Linked DNA regions of Rattus norvegicus: region 1 is linked to region 2. A link is a contact called in public Hi-C data. All regions are on one chromosome and are shown on one strand. Each heading gives the region's core, a stretch centred on a gene start, on an enhancer-like site or on the middle of the called end of the contact. The rest is flanking DNA. Distances are from core to core; before and after follow the strand shown. Region 1 holds the start of Sertad4 (SERTA domain containing 4). Region 2 has its middle 23 kb from the start of Hhat.

Evidence for each region. Hi-C and Micro-C count contacts between places; a contact is called where the count stands out from the background.
Region 1: a Hi-C map of the A7r5 cell line shows a contact between it and region 2, with 2.7 times the contacts expected there. The contact joins the promoter of Sertad4 here to the enhancer-like site in region 2. A contact is called at or near these places in 6 of 12 Hi-C or Micro-C datasets (the A7r5 cell line, the Rat2 cell line, kidney and 3 more).

What each region holds. Positions count from the first base shown.
Region 1 is chr13:106,897,834-106,900,533 of GRCr8, forward strand. Sertad4 (SERTA domain containing 4) reads right to left here and starts at 1,425. Exons shown (of 4, transcript NM_001108351.1): 1 at 1,251-1,425. LOC108352599 (a long non-coding RNA gene) reads left to right here and starts at 247. Exons shown (of 2, transcript XR_001840978.3): 1 at 247-864; 2 at 2,380-2,700.
Region 2 is chr13:106,833,091-106,835,790 of GRCr8, forward strand. No RefSeq gene overlaps it. Among named protein-coding and RNA genes, the nearest start is that of Hhat, 23 kb to the left of the region's middle. Within about 2 kb of position 1,436, at least 22 of the 93 cell types and tissues checked have an H3K27ac peak or open chromatin away from gene starts, as enhancers often do. A contact at or near this core is called in the A7r5 cell line, where this site is marked.

The DNA of each region.
Region 1 (2,700 bases), core at 175-2,674, 65 kb after region 2:
CTATTTGGAACTCGCACTGATGTTAACCAATCAGGGAGGCAAGCGTGGTGCTCTTGAGACACTGGGCTATTATAGCACCGGACACCCGTGTTTAGCATGGGGCCTCTGTTGTGGAATCCAAGTTTACAAATGTATTCTGTTAACAGGAAAAACAGTCACAACGATGTAACTGCAGAGACTCTGTTTTAAGATCAGAAACGAGTGGATTAGAACCGAGAGTTACCGTACTAACTTGTAGCCCTCAGGATGCTGTGGGGCTGCTTGGTCACTGAGGTAATGCTGTAGAGGGCCCCTCCAGCACCCTCTCAAGGCTGAAGGCTGAGTGTGAGTGTTCCCACCAAGGGCTCTTCCTGCATGCATTTTTATACAATTTGGTTTTCCCGGATGAAGCCATTACAGTGCTAAAAAGCGGTGGCCGCCATGGCTCAGGGTGCCAGGAATCTAACAGGGGCTTCGGAACATAAAGCAGCATGACGGAAGAAGGATGATCCTTCTTCCTCCTGACACCGGGAATTACAGAGCGTTTTATATAAGGCGCCTCTAGGCTGCTGGAAGACAGAGTCCAACCCTGGACAGCATGGGGTGACCTCTGCAATCCAGAGAACTGCAGTGCTCTGTCCTGGGGAGCCGAGTGACTTCCCCACCCACGGACTTCATGCGGTCCCAGACAGAATCTCAACAGTTTGGCTGGTTCAACCAATGGTGGAAGGTGGGGCTGGGTGATTAGAACAAAAAACCTTCAACCTCCCAAACCTGACAGTTGTTGCTTTTTGCAGGCCCCTGTGGTGCTCCGGGAAGTGCAATGACCAGCTGCGATCCCAGGAGGTTAAGGGTTCTCTGTCTGTGTTGGGCTTGGGAATGCAGGTGTGTGTGTGTGTGGGGGGGGGGACTAAGTCGGTCAGAGGTTCCCCGCTGGGAGCTTTGGGGTCAGCTTTCACGGCCCAGGCCCAAGGTGGGGTGTAGGGATGTGATGGTTCCCTTATCCAGGGTCTCACACAGATGAACCCTGGAGACTGGTGTCACTGCCCTTAAGCCCTTTTCCTGGACCAAGGGCACTGTCCGGCCAGCCGCTGGCCGCAGGGAAAAGTAAACAGCCCAAGTGTCTGGGAACAAAGGCAAGTTGTCTTCCAAGGTGCTGGAACCCAGTGCCTCTCCTGAAGAATAAGGGCTATCATTATTCGCTTTCTAAAAACCAAGTTTCCTTCTATGGGAAACACACGCCAAGGTGGGATTCCAAGGCTATGACTCACAGCGGCTGGCAGGGCCACACTCCAGCCCGCAGCTGCCCTGGTCCTTCGCCGAGCTGCTGCCGCCCGCGCTGTGCGCGCCGCTAGAGCTAGGGTGGACCTTGGTGCCCCGCTCCTGATGTGGGGCGCTCGGGAAAGTTGCGGGGCCGAGGAGGCTGGTAAAGGCGGGGGCGTGGGCCTGGCAGCCAGCGGGGAGGTGAGCCGAGGACAGCGCCGCCCGCAGCCCGGAGCAGGGGCAGGCGCGGAGGTGGCGGGGGACACAAGGTGTCAGCTCCAGCAGTGGCGCCTTGTTCCGCGGATCCCGCATCCCTGCGCCCCACAGGCCCTCTCCTCCCTATCCTCTTGGCCCCAGGCGGACCCTCATTGCTACCCGGGGACACCGGACTCGGCCCCACGGGGTCTTCGCCCACCGCCCGGGTCGCCTCGTGCGCGCCGCGGCTCCCCGGAAGGGCGCGCGGCCACGGAGAGCGCGCGCCGCCCCCGCGCCTCGCTGTGTCCAGCTGTGCCCTGGCCCCACGCGCGACCCTCCCCGCCCCCGCGCGCCCCAGGGTCACGGCTCTTACCGCGCGCCCTGCGCTCCAGCCGCCGCCGTCCTCCGCGCGGCCGCCGCTGCCCACGCGCCTCCCGGGCCCTGTCGGCGTGGCCCGGTGCGCGGCGGCCGAGGTCCCCGCAGGTCCCGCCGCCGCCGCAGACGGTTATGGAAATGAGCCGCTGTGTCTGGCGAGGAGCGCGAGAAACCCGTCAATCCTGTTTGCCATTTCCCCGCGGATTTCCGAGCCTGGCTCTGCTGGATGCCCCCGGGGCGAGAGGGAACCTGACAAGCGCGCTCCCCGCCTCCCTCCGCTCTGCCAGATCGCGGGGCGCCGCGCCCCCGCCCGCCCTGCCTCCGCCCCCGCTCCGCCTCCGCCCTCGGGGCCGCGCGGGCCGCTCCCGCCCGCAGCCCGGACCCCACGCGCGCAGCCCGCCCGTGGCAGGGGCTGCAACGCACGAAGCGTTCACCGCAACCTGCCCAGACGCCTTGTCCATTTTTTTAAAATTTGCTTTAGTTTTCTTTTTGTGTGTGCGTGTGATTTAAAAAAAAAATCTGTGCCTTTCCCACCCCTTGCTAAAGACTTTCTTCCCCTCTGTACAGCACACGGAGATGAGAAACAGATGTCGGAGCTGGACTGAGCTTTTGCGCTCCCCCGCCCGCCCGGTCCTTTCCCCAGCAGCCAGGGTGTAACAAGGCAGCACTCATCCTGTGGCCACGTGAACTGGCAGCTACTGGGTGCCGATCCCCGTGGGGAAAAGCTACAAGAAAAACAAACAAACAAAATAACTAATAAAGAAGCTTGCCCTTGCTGGAAAGGCTGTGACAGGAGCTCAAGTCACTTTAGTTTGCAGACAGTGATCCGCGCCCCCCCTTCCTGTAGTGGATTCAATAGGAGTTGTTTTTTGTTGTTTTGTTTTTGAG
Region 2 (2,700 bases), core at 186-2,685:
GGAATTCCATGCCATGTACGGTGCTGCAGTTTTCAATTTGCACTGTGACATCTAGGGGTCCTTAGGAACTGGCTCAGCCATACAGCCACTGCCTCGTCTCTCTCCCTTTGTAAAGAAAAGCTCAGCATTAGGGAAAAGGCCCTCATAGCTTAAGAGAAAGGCGTCCACTCTAGGGCTCCTCTGACTAAGCCCAGACACTTGTTCTCGGATTTTCAGTGAATTGCATATTTATTTATAATGTAATCTAACCGAAAGAGGATTTGAAGCCATAACAACTTTTTATTAATGATAATATCAAATACGTGACTTATTCCTAAAGTCTCCTGAAAAGAACAAAGCTGTCGGGATATCGAGGTGTCTGTTGGAAGGGCTGTTTTATTTCTTTTGCATGTGCTGGGAATGGACAAACACAAATCTTGATGTAGGACGTTCATATTGATTCTATCTATGGGAAAAAAACAAAGCAGTGGAAGACCACGCATTTCAACGTTATTGTTGATGGCATGGATCTGCTTACCAGCTGCTGACTGATTTTCCGTAGCAAGGAGACGGTGGCCAGCTCATAAACTAGGTTTCTGCAAGCATTCTGATGAGTAAAAACTATTCAAAGAAAAGGAGTTTTGAAAGGTTAAATTTTGTTCGTGAGTAACAACCATCTGAAGACCATTGACAGTTGAACATCACTAACCTGACACTACGTAAGTGCACAGCTACGCGTATTCTCAGCCAGGCAGAACAACTTAACAAAAGAAGTGGGGTTGGGGATTTAGCTCAGTGGTAGAGCACTTGCCTAGGAAGCGCAAGGCCCTGGGTTCGGTCCCCAGCTCCGAAAGAAGCACAGCAGAAGTGTGACTATAGTCTGTCTCTATGGCGAGTGGGAGGGACCATTTGTGTAACTGTGTCTAACCAGACCAGCCTGTTCTGGGCAGAGCATTCTTCTGCAGGTCTCAAAGCTAGCCAGATCAACACCTTTGGAAAAGGCCTTGTTGTAAATCTCTCAAATCTTCTCTGACTTGAGCTAAGCTGCTGGAAGGCAGGGGGTTGGGGGGAAGTGATCTTCTAGAATGTTCTTGGGAACTTTTTACTTTGAAGATTTTGAAGACAGATAAAGTTCTCCAAAAGCCTCCTCACCTGATAAGATTTCTTTGTTTTGTTTAGCGCAGGTCAGGGCCATTAGGAATTATTCCAAAAGGGGGCTAGCATTACCAGAATTCCAGATGAGGGCCAGTTGCTCTAGAGGCTTGGGGGAAGGGCCACTATGAATCAGACCATCTAGGCCAGACAGAGCCCTTCCCCAAGCGACCACAGACAAGTCCAAGGGACACGCCGTCTGTTTCCAAGCTTACAAAGCCATCCAGGAGGGTCTGGGCAGAAGAGGCCAAGAGGGAATTGGGTTTCATGAGCTCTTGGCAGCCACAGTGCTGGCTGTTAGGGGTAGACTGAACCACTAACAGGAACCAGCCAGCTCCTTGTGAGGCGTGAGACTGGGATTAGGCCCAAATGCTGGGAATCTGAACTGTAGCAGCCAGCCGGGTGGCTGGAACCCAGGCGAGGCCCACCTCGGTGCCAAAGATAGGACAGAAGGGCCTAAGCAGACAGCCCGGCTACCCATGTGCCTGGCAACCAGCTGAGAGGCTGTGCTCACAGTTTCTCAGACAAAGGGGAGCAATAAGGGGGCTCCCGGCCCTCACAGCCCATTCTAGGTTACAAATGGCCACGTATCCGTGGGCAATGATAGGTTTAGAAAATCCTGATTTTAAAGCTGAGCATGGAGTTCGTACCTGTAATTCCAGCACTCAGGGACACTTGTCAGGGGGGATTGTGAATTTGAAGCTAGCCTAGGCTAAATAGTGAGACCCTATCTCAAAACAAAGTGGGGAAAACCCACAGATTTTGGGATGGCCATCTGGGGTAGGGCCATTCACGGAAAAAGTGTGCTTGTAACTTCTTGGCACACCACCACTAAAGCCCCCAATTCATGAATCTCTGAGGCCACGCAAGCAAGCTTAATTCTATATTATTAATTCAGTTCAGCTAAACAACAAATGCTCTTAAGAACTCTGGAAACATGAGAGGAAGCAGTGTTAACCTCATCTACCTCCACACGCACCCCGTGGCTTTGCTTCTGTGTCTTTCTTTGGACCAGGCCCAAAAGATGCTGAGGAAAGTTTTCTCACGGAAAAACAAGTTCAGGTCCAGGGTCATCATGCCAGCTACAAATGTAAGATGACAACAATGGTCTCACCCACTTTCCAAAAGCCTGACAGCAGGTATCCAGAAGCTGATCCAGGTCCTGACAGAAAAGAAAAGACCTCTGACATCTGGAACCAGTTTCTGCCACGTCACATAACCCCCTGGAAGATTAGCCAAACTCGCTTTCAGCTTACGGCTCGCAGCTGTTTGGAATTGCCCGCTGCCGCTCTGCCGAGAGGCAGTCTCTCTGGGCGCGCAGTACAGTAAACACTCGAACCTCTCTGCCAGCACTGGCATCCGACAGTGGTAAGATTTGCAACGTGGTGAATTGCTATTTTATTCAATAAACGGAACTTACAATAGAAAAGAGATTTGGAAGTTGTTTCAAACTTGTTTATGCTGTTACAGTGGGCTGGGAAAGGCTTTTGTGCATCAGTTTTTGAAGGAATCCCTGCCTGGAAGGAGCAGGCGGAATTTCTGATGGTAGCCTGTTTCAAAGTGTTCACA